Linked DNA regions of Mus musculus: region 2 is linked to region 1. Evidence: chromatin contacts called from public Hi-C data. All regions are on one chromosome and are shown on one strand. Each heading gives the region's core, a stretch centred on a gene start, on an enhancer-like site or on the middle of the called end of the contact. The rest is flanking DNA. Distances are from core to core; before and after follow the strand shown.

Region 1 (5,129 bases), core at 669-3,168:
TAGCCCTGACATCATCTCAGAAGTAGATTTACAGAGCCTTAACCAGGCCTGGCTTGTTGCTCTGCAGCCCCAGTGCTTGAGTCAGCAGGATGGACGATGAGTTTACAGTCACATATTCGAATTAGTTCATTGGATTTTTTAGATTTATCTATGTGTACGAGTAATTTTTTGCCTACCATGAATGTGTTTCCACCATGTGTGTCTGGTGCCTTCAAAGGTCAGACGTGAGTGTTGGATTCCCTAGAACCAAATGACTGGGGGCCAAACCCTGGTCCTCTAGAAGAGCAACCAGTGCTCTTAAGCACTGAACCACCTCAATTCTTTTTTTTTTTTTTTTTTTTTTTTTTTTTTTGGTTTTTCGAGACAGGGTTTCTCTGTATAGCCCTGGCTGTCCTGGAACTCACTTTGTAGACCAGGCTGGCCTTGACTCAGAAATCCACCTGCCTCTGCCTCCCAAGTGCTGGGATTAAAGGTGTGCGCGACCACACCTGGCTTAACAATTGATTATTAATTGAAAAGACCACATGCTGTTAAAATGAGTGTGGATGGAAAACAAAGAACCTACTATTTTGGAGACAATTTATAATATGCAGGCTAGTATAAATCTATCTGGTTAATATAAGAAAATAAAGAGTTCATTTGTTCCAGGGTGTTGTATTGTGTTGTGTTGTGTTTTAATAAAAGTATGTATTTGTTTCAGATAGATAGATAAAAATGCTTGAGTATATTTTAAAGGTTTCTCTGTTGAAAGTTAACTATCTGACATACAAAGTGTGTGTGTGTGTGTGTGTGTGTGTGTGTGTGTATGAGTGTACTGCTTGTGTATATGAGCCATTTGAAGTCAGAGGGGAATTAAGTCCTTTGGATCTGGAGTTACAGGTATGTGTGTGGTGTTGGGGACCAAATGTGGGTCCTCTGCAAGAACAGTAAGCACTCTTAACCACAAAGCCATTTATCCAATCCTCCAGGATTTTTTTTTAACATCAGTAGCAACACCCAGGAAATCTTAAGGAATACCTTAGTATTGTAATTTTATCATGGAATGATATGACTCTCATCATGTCTATTTTGTATGCTTAACTTCCAACAGATAAACCTTTAAATTATTTTTAAATATATCTAAAGTTTGATGATAAATGTTTATGTTCAAAACACTTTCAAATATTTTTAAAAATATGATTTTTAAAATTTATTTAAATATGAGAAGATAGCTACCACAGTCTTGAATCTGTCTTATTATTTCAGACATGGTGACTATAGTAGCCATCTCATAGAGAGGTTGTCATTATTAACAAGTTGAATAATATATGTGTATGTATATTAGGATAGGGACTAGCCCTACCGTGTTACTTTCTTTTAATGATTAAGGTTTTTTTAATTTAAATTGCACGTATTTACATGTGCCACAGTGTGTGTATGAATGTCAGAGAGCAGTGTAGGGGAACTGGTCCTTTCCCTCCACTGTGTGGGTCACGTGGTTTGAATTTGGGTTTCCTGGCTTGACAGCAGCTACTTTAATTCACTGAGCCATCTCGCTGGCCTTCGGGTTTTGTTTAGAATATAGTGTTTTTGTTTATAACTTATTTTTCTACCTTGTGAATAGACAGTCCTCTTCCCTTTTTATAATAGTAGACATTCTGAGGTTAAGGGACACTCTTATCATGCATGGAAAAGTTTTGTTTAAAAACAAAATGTTAAAACTTAAATATTTTGAGAGAAATTATAGGGGGTTAAAGAAAAAAGAAGTTTTTAAGATTTTAGCCCTAAATTTACTTTTCCTTCCCATAATCTCACATCTCCAGCCTTTGTCTAAGGGTCAGTAATTCTAATTCCAAATCTAATTTACAGCCTGTGATGACAGGAAGTCCTTTAGTGATAATGACCCATTTGTTTTTCTACCCTAGTGAGTGGTACAGGGCTCTATGTGGGGATGGTTATAAACTGTAGGGTTATTTGTCTGTGTTCTATGCGCGTCCAGCTAGCACGCATGGCTTGTATTGGTGCTGTTTGTAGTGTTTACTTCCCATCTCTGCACTGTTGGTCCTGCTGTTGCCTGTGTAGCTGCCTTTGTTTCCTTTTACTGCTCCTCCTCCCCAGCCTGTGTGTGGAATGGATGAATACTCAAGGTGTGTATGATATGAGCTGTGATGGGAATGGAAATAAGTTGTAGTTTGTGTTGATTCCCATCAGCAGTGGCTGCCTGGAGTATTAGAGTAAGTAAGCAGGATTCTGGAGCTGCATCCACACTGACGGGAAAGAGTCTCTGTCGGGGGAGGGGCAGCAGCATGAGTGGAGCACATTGCCACTGACACGTGGGCAAGGAGGGTCTGGATGGGTTTGTGATGAACAAAGTCTGCTCAGACTTCTTGGCATTATGTTAATATCTCATGAGTACTTTTAGTTCTTGGTTACTTTCTTACTTCAGAAACTGAGATTTACAAATGCCTTACCCCTGGGTACATACAGGCAGCAGTTTGAAAGAATTCTGGTTTGCAGTATTGAGGTTGGCTTTAGGTTTGTAAGTATTTTGTTACTGAGCAATTATGTAATTAAAAATTTAAGTCATGTCAGAATGCATTTTCTTCACATAGTATTTCATATATCAAAATTACACACTTAGTTGAAATACAGACTAGGAAATGCCAGGTTATTAGTCCACTTTTACAAGGCGTACTGAATTTTTAGGAACTTCATAATGGCAATAAATTTGGCATATCTGAATGGTGATTGATTTTTTTTTTTAAGAAATTATTTACTATGCGAGTAAATCTGAGAAAGTTAAAGTTTTAAAATGAATTATTTCTGGTGTGTCTTTCTTTTTACACATATTACATATAACTTTTGCAGGTTGGATTTGCTACCATTTTATGCAAGATTGGTTGCTACCTTGCACCCCTGCATGTCTGATGTAGCAGAGGATCTTTGTTCCATGCTGAGGGGGGATTTCAGATTTCATGTATGTATTTAAGCATTTATTTTGTAATAATTATATGTTCTAATAAGTCGAGTGAGGAATCTTTGAGCATAATGTTGTTGATAAGCATTGATAGTGACACAACAGTTGAGAATTTATGAAATTTAAAAATTTTAAAGTGTAGGTATGCTTAACAAAGTTTAAAGAGTTGCTAGTGCTGTTCCAGCTGGGAGGGGAGCTGTTGTTACGGTCTTGTCCTCCCACAGTAGGTATTGTACCTTTTCTTGTCGTGAATTAAAGATTATTCTCCAAGGTCTTACTGCTGACCCCAGAAGAAAGAGAATTAGCCTGGAAGACAGTTGGGTATGCTGGCCCATAAGTGCCCCTTTAGATGTCGAGTTCCAAAAGTCGAAAGTGTAACAGCTTTCTTAAATTCTAAGGCACCAATGAATTCTCCTGTTGCCTGTGACTTATTGATAATTGCCTTCACAGTTTTTATCTTGGGTAGTGTTAAGTTCTTTAAAGAGCATGCTGGTAAACAGCAGCTCTTTATCAGGTAGCTCCCTTCCTTTCCAGTTTTACAGCTGGACTATGTTAGTGGCTCTCCTGGCTTACTTACCCAGTCACCTTATGGAAGTAAGGTTGCAGACCTTCAAATACTTGGTGGTAGGTGGTAATGACACTGCTAGAGTCTGGTCGTGGACATTGCTAGCCTATGGAACAACTTGAAGTTCTGTTTACAAAACTTTAGAGTAAGTTGTTTGGAAGGCCAGTAAAGCTATTCTTTACTGTGTTCAGTGACCACTCAACTGCACCAGTCAGCAGATAACCTCACAATATAGCTCAAAAAATAAGACACAAATAAAAAAGCAAGCGGAAAATAATAAATTATGATTGTATACCTGTATGATTGTAGACTTACTGTAGTGTGAGTGCTTTGAATTCAGAGCAAGAAAATCACATGAGGGACAGAATGGTCTCTAATTACTTCTTTTAATAAGTGTTTGTTACTATCTTTGTTGATTGAGATTTTCCTGGGCTATTTTTGCTTAAGTGTTTTAGATTTTTCATAAGCAGTAGTGAGTCAGGTAAGCTTTCTGTGTTTAGAGAACTTGGGAAACACTGAGCTCATTAAAACTTAACAGTTTTGTTTTCATGTAAAACTTGAGAAAACTTTGTGAGGGTAACTGTGCTCTGTGACTGTCCTAAAGGAGTATGAGTATATACCCCGTAAAGAACACACTTTGATAAATGCTGCTACTTCAGGAATAGATACAGCAGAAGCCATATTCCTGGCTGTGTAATTGATCCCTTGTACCAATGAGGAGCTTTTACACCAGTGAGCACTATGAAAATGCTATATCAATTGTCTGCATTGCTTTACCAACCAAACTCCGAATTAAGCAAAACACAAATTGTTGGACTAAGTATGATTAGTACATTTGGTGAAAAACTTAAAAATTAAGAGCATTCTATGAATGTATCTCTCTCTTACCATGCAAATTGAAGTGGAAGTTGAAAGGATTGGCATAGTTTATACTGCTGCAATCTTCGGAGCCCACTGTTCTCAGAATAGTTAGTTGAGGTAATTGATTATTTTTCCATCTCTCTCAGGATCTCTCCTACCTTATTCTGCAAACCTTCTGTTGTAAGTTAGTTCTGTTAGACTTTAACTGTGCTTGATGTACTATATCAAACGAAAAAGTAGCAGCTCTAAAACCCACATAGTAACATCTGGTTAACGTAGTACACCCTACAACACTCATCTTTCATTTCCTTGTTTGGAGACAGGGATTCATGTGTCCCAGGCTAGCCTCCAGCTCACTGTGTAGTGTCCCAGGCTAGCCTCCAGCTCACTGTGTAGCGGAGATGACCTTGAATTTAGAGGGAAGACCTTGCTCTGGGATTTTGGGGTAACGTGTGTTACCATATCCTATTTTTTTGTTTTTCCTTTTTATTGGAATTTTTTAGGATATAATTTTTTTCTAAAATCTTCACAGCAACACCCTTGATAGAGACCACTAAGTTGTCATGATTACTCATTAGTTGGTGTTCTTGTAGATTCTAAACTACTGGATTCTGCTGATTATTTTTTTTAGAGGACATCATGCTGGCTCCACCATGTTGACATTGTGACTTGGACTTAGTTACGCAGGTGCTGGAACATCTATTCAAGGAGAATAATTTTGCTCTTTGAAGCAGTATGTGTCTTTAG
Region 2 (5,129 bases), core at 1,164-3,663, 160 kb after region 1:
TATGGGCTCAGTCACCAGCATTGTGGAAAAAGTAGGCTTGGTGGCACATACCAATAATCCCAGAACTCAGAAGGTGGAGGCAGGAGGATCAGGGATGCTAAGGGAGTACTTTGATGTCAGTCTGAGCTACATATGAACAGCCCTCTCCCACGGAAGCAGGAAGTAAGGAAAAGGGGTTCAGAGAGGTGCCTAAGAACAGGGCGTTATCCTATGAATGGCAGGAACTGTGGATTACAGGCAGTGAGTGATGGGGAATGTTGGAGAATTTTAAACAGGGAGTGTTAGAATTGTTGCGCATAGAGAGTAAAGTGGACAGAAGGAATCTTTGAGGACGTTAGGACAGAAAAAGTGACCCAGGATAGGGTATGCGGGTGGGATAGTGAAAAGAAAGCTAGGCACGGAGAATCATGGCTGCTTCTGGGCTCTCTCTTTAAGAGCGCTTGAAGACAGCAGTTTCAGACAGGGAGTAGAGACATCAGAAACTGGTCAGTGTGTAGAGTACCCCAAGCTGTTTTAGTATTGATTTTCCTATCAGTAACTGGTGGAAAAGAAAGCAGCAGCTGCATGAAGAAAGGTCATGAACTCACAGTGAGCTTTCTTCTGACGTCCAGCATGCAGTGGCTCCAGCTTCAGAAGGCAGTGCCCACAACTGGCTGAACCCCTGCCCTCCATCAGGAACCTATGCCATCGAGGAACAGAAAGCAGATACAACAAAATCTCGGAGATGAGCTGGCGCTGAACTTCCAGGTTGCTCCCTTTATTTTTATTTATTTATTTATTTATTTTGGTTTTTTGAGACAGGGTTTCTCTGTGTAGCCCTGGCTGTCCCGGAACTCACTCTGTAGACCAGGCTGGCCTCGAACTCAGAAATCCGCCTGCTGCTGCCTCCCAAGTACTGGGATTAAAGGTGTGCGCCACCACCGCCCGGCAGTTGCTGCCTTTAGAAACCTACACGGGGACACATGGGTTCACTGCATGGGTCCTTCTTGCACAAGGTAGACTCTTCCGTTTTGCATCAAATGTCACTTCCCACTAAGTAACTAGTGAGCTCATAAGCATACCAGTTGTAGTAGGAGGAGATGATTGACAGTCCTGCCCCGAGTGCTTGGCCACCCTACCCATCTATCTTCCAATGCCACAGAACAGTCTGAGAGACACCAAGGGCCACACTAACCATGTGACCTCTGTTCTCAGCACAGGGACCTGTCAAGTGCATTCAGACCCCAGACCCTGGTAGTTTCTCTGCAAGCTGGCTTAATTGAATTTCTGAATGAACAGTAAGCACAAATACTCTGAGAGCCAGGAAAACAGCACTTAGCTCTTATAACTGAATTCCTTCTCTGTTTTCCAAGAGGGAGAGGGGCAGATACCTCCTGGGATGGTCTCCAAGGAGACTTTCTGATGAGGAATTAAGGTCCCTTAGAGGCATGATGTGGGATGTCCTCCACGTTAACTAAGGAGACAAACCTTCTGGCTCAGCTTCCTGTCCTGGGTTATAATGGCCACTGCAATCTTGCTAATCATTTCCTGCAGTCTGCCCCTCTCTGACTATGATAAATATTAATGTCTATAATTGGCCATTCTTTCCTTTGGGCCCCAGCGTCTGCTAGGAGATAAGTTTACTTGCTTAGCCTTCCTCAGAGATGAACAGGGCTCATTTTCTGTAATGGCATTTTCTAGGTCTGGTTTTTAATCCAGACCTTCCCCCTCTATCCCCTAAAGAGGAGAAACCTACAATTAGAGATGAGCCCTAGAAATTGAAGCTCTTTGTGGTCTCATGGCTTGTCCAAAGTTTGTTTGCTCTTAAGAGCCCTTAGCCCAGGCTTCGAAGGGGTGTGGCAATGTGCTGAGATTATAGTTGAAGTTTTGTTTGAATAAAATATGTACCTTCGTCCCCTAGGTAAAGTATCATAACTCTCTTTGGGTTTTCTTTTTCTATAAAATTATTATTTAAAAAAAAAATTTGTATGTGTATAGGTGTTTTCCCAGTGTGCACCACTTTGTAGACCTGGTGCTAACAGAGTCTAGAAGGGAGCACTGAAGCTCTGGAAGTGGAGGCACAGACAGTTGTGAGCCACCACGGGGGTTCTAGGAGTTGAATCCAGGTCCCCTGAAGAGCAGTCAGTGCTCTTAACTGCTGAGCCATCTTTCCGGCCTCCTTTGGGTTTTTAAAACATTATACCAAAATAAGTTAAATAATTTTGAAACCCTGTTTAACACTTCTGAAGGGGGGCACTTCTGGGTGACCCCCCCCCATCCAGCATGTGGGGACACAAATGTCATCTCTTCAGGACATGGTGAACAGGGGACCACAGAGCATCAAATTTCAAACATCCCCTACACCCACAAGGTGGCTCACAGTCATCTGCAATCCTGCCCCAGGAATCCTCTTCTGGCCTCTTACAGCTCCAGCCACACATGTGGTGCACAGACACACATGCAGGCAAAACACCCATACACATAAGAATAAATCAATCTGGTGGGGTATGGTGGCACATGCCTTTAATCCCAGCACTCAGGAAGCAGAGGTGAGTGGGTCCCTCTGAGTTCTGGACCAGCCAAGGCTGCATACTGATACTCTGTCTCAAAAGAGAAAAACAAAACCCCAAAACAAAGGAAAAGGAAAACTGATCCCTGATCCCACCCCCACTCTCTCATCTTACACACAGGAAACTGATTTCCCAAAGCAGGAGGTGGTTTGCTGAAGCCACACTCTCCGGAGTTACAGGCTGAGCCCTAGTGCCTGTGTCCAGAGGCTCTTGATTTGGATTATTACCACCCACCCCGATTCACCTTTAACCAAGAGTAAGATGACAAACAGCACTCCAAGGTCTTGTTTTTCAGGAACAGCCATTTATTTTTCTCAAATGAAGTAATTTCAGGGAAGCAAACGTTCTTAACAGACAATTACTAGCAGAAAAGAAGTCTTCCCAGCTCTTTAAAGTGCTTTATGCTACCCACCTGAGAAGACACCTCCTGTCTTTCCCTGCCCACAGAGAAGCAGTCCGGGTCAAGTTGGAACCGCAGTGGGTGTGTTCATGCTTCCTATTCCCTCCAGAACTTCCAAGTCTTGTCATCAGTTCCCAAGGGTTGTTGTCTTTGGGTTTTTACTGCTGTAAACAGACACCATGACCAAGAGAAGTCTTATAAAGGACAACATTTAATTGAGGCTGGCTTACAGGTTCAGAGGTTCAGTCTGTTATCATCAAAGCAGGAACATGGTGGCATCCAGGCAGGCATGGTGCAGGAGGAGCTGAGAGTTCTACACCTTCATCTGAAGGCTGCTAGCAAAACACTGGCTTCCAGACAGCTAGGGTAAGGGTCTTAAAACACACACCTACAGTGACACACCTATTTTAACAAGACCACACCTTATAATACTGTCACTCCCTAGCCCAAGCGTATACTATCACATATACTATCACATATACTATCACAGCATTGTAGTGATGTCTTCCCTTCCTTCTGGTTTTTCAAAACCATATTCTCTTTTCTATTGGAGCAGGTAGAGAGCTATTATGTAGCCCTGTCTGTCTTGGAATTCTCCACATAGAACAGCCCGACCTAGAACTCACAGAGATCCATTTGCCTCTGCCACCAGAGTGCTGGGATCTAAGGTATGTGCCACTTTGCCCAGCTTCCAACATAATATTCTGGGGTTGTTCAAGAACTTAAATTCCAAATGTTCAGATTGATTTTGAGGTTTTTATTCCCCCCTCCCCCATCCCACTCCCCCCCCCATCCTACTCCCCCCCCCCCCCCCGGCAGTCAGTTGAGGACCAAAGTATTCCTTTAAAATTCAACCAAGTAGCATTCAGGATCTATAAATCATGGTCTGATCTATCCTGTATGCACCATTGGACATCTGATTAGTGTGATCCATTGTATAGGGGAGTCTCTCTTTCTCTGTGTCTCTGTCAGTGTGTCTGTATCTCTGACTGTGTCTCTGTCTCTGTATGTGTGTAAGGAAGTATGAATGGATGAGAAGAAATTCTGTTTTATATGATGAAGGAACCTGGCAGTTGTCTAACCTCCTTAATCCTTTGCCCTACAAACACACGTGCAAGGACTACCTGAAGAACCAGCTGCATACTTTACAACCCAGTGCAAGATGGGGAGAGAAAGAAAAGGTCAAGGTATCAACTGCGGATCTTTAAACTGCAGGAGGCCCTTCTGAGTGGGCAGATCACATGCTCAGAACATTCAGGTGTGTCTCCTGACACAGCACAGCTCTTAGTGAGATAGCACCCCTTCCCCAGGTGACTGTCTTGCCCAGATGAATGCCCCAATCATTAAAGTCCCTCTCCACAGCCTTCCCCAGTCTTCTCCAGAGACCTGCCCCGCCTCTCTGTGGCTCTGAAGTTCAGCTCCAGTTTCCCCTCCAGCTGGGGAGGTGTGGGTGAGGCCTGCTTCCGTGAGCATAGTAAACACGTCTCTGTCACGGCCTCTCCTGGGCTCCTCCTTCTGTGGTTGGCTAACTTCTTGAACTCCTCTGGGTGTGGCAGGAAGAGCAGAAAGGTCCCTTGAAACCCAGTGGCTGGCAGGAATTCCTGGCATGTGTTTCCTCTCTAGTCAATCCTTTTTGCTTTAGTGAGTTCTGAAGGGTAGATGCAGGTAACTCACCTCCTGGGTAGGGACAAGTGCCAGCCATGAACCCTGCCTCCCTGTTGTTGGCTTGGAAAGACAGACCACGCCGCCAGCTCAGCAGATTTCTTTCTTCCTTCTTCTCATCCCGAGTCTCTTGTTGGCGTGTTTCTGATCAGCGTGAATCATGGGCATTGGTATCATGCCTCGGGGTGCACACAGCCTCTTGGAAGTAAGACTACTTGACTTTGCCTGCCTACCTTTGCTTCAGGTGTGCCAAAAGGCAAGGATAAAGATGCTATTTCCAAGCCTTCCCCGGAGCTCTACCAAGCTGCTCAAGCCCCTTCCTTCCACCGTGTTAGGCAGGGCTAACACTAGAGGGTTATCCTCTGTCTCTGTGGGGAGCGTGGTGGTAAGTGGCCACTTCAAGAGGAAGCCCTCAGCTACTGTGCCTGAGCCTCTTGAACCCTGGGTCTCCCAGGGTTGAGACTGTAAGGCCTTAAGAACTGTGGGGCTACAGCTTTCTCCTGCCCACGAGAGGCAGA

The links. A called contact is a pair of places that touch in the nucleus more often than the background predicts.
Region 2: a Hi-C map of the N1E-115 cell line shows a contact between it and region 1, with 10 times the contacts expected there. The contact joins two enhancer-like sites. A contact is called at or near these places in 5 of 39 promoter capture datasets (the 3T3-L1 cell line, the C10 cell line, embryonic stem cells and 2 more), 11 of 15 datasets of contacts at CTCF or cohesin (CD8 T cells, the G1E-ER4 cell line, the NIH/3T3 cell line and 6 more), 230 of 484 Hi-C or Micro-C datasets (3T3-L1-derived adipocytes, the 4T1 cell line, the 63-12 cell line and 114 more), 39 of 115 datasets of contacts at active chromatin or transcription factors (the HPC-7 cell line, PVALB interneurons, Th17 cells and 26 more) and 4 of 9 other capture datasets (adipose tissue, embryonic stem cells, embryonic tail and 1 more).

Annotation. Positions count from the first base shown.
Region 1 is chr2:6,000,698-6,005,826 of GRCm38.p6, forward strand. It overlaps Upf2 (UPF2 regulator of nonsense transcripts homolog (yeast)), which reads left to right. Exons shown (of 22, transcript NM_001081132.1): 9 at 2,848-2,956. Among named protein-coding and RNA genes, the nearest start is that of Upf2, 52 kb to the left of the region's middle. Within about 2 kb of position 1,919, at least 7 of the 459 cell types and tissues checked have an H3K27ac peak or open chromatin away from gene starts, as enhancers often do. A contact at or near this core is called in the N1E-115 cell line, where this site is marked.
Region 2 is chr2:6,158,403-6,163,531 of GRCm38.p6, forward strand. No RefSeq gene overlaps it. Among named protein-coding and RNA genes, the nearest start is that of Gm10857, 28 kb to the left of the region's middle. Within about 2 kb of position 2,414, at least 37 of the 459 cell types and tissues checked have an H3K27ac peak or open chromatin away from gene starts, as enhancers often do. A contact at or near this core is called in the N1E-115 cell line, where this site is marked.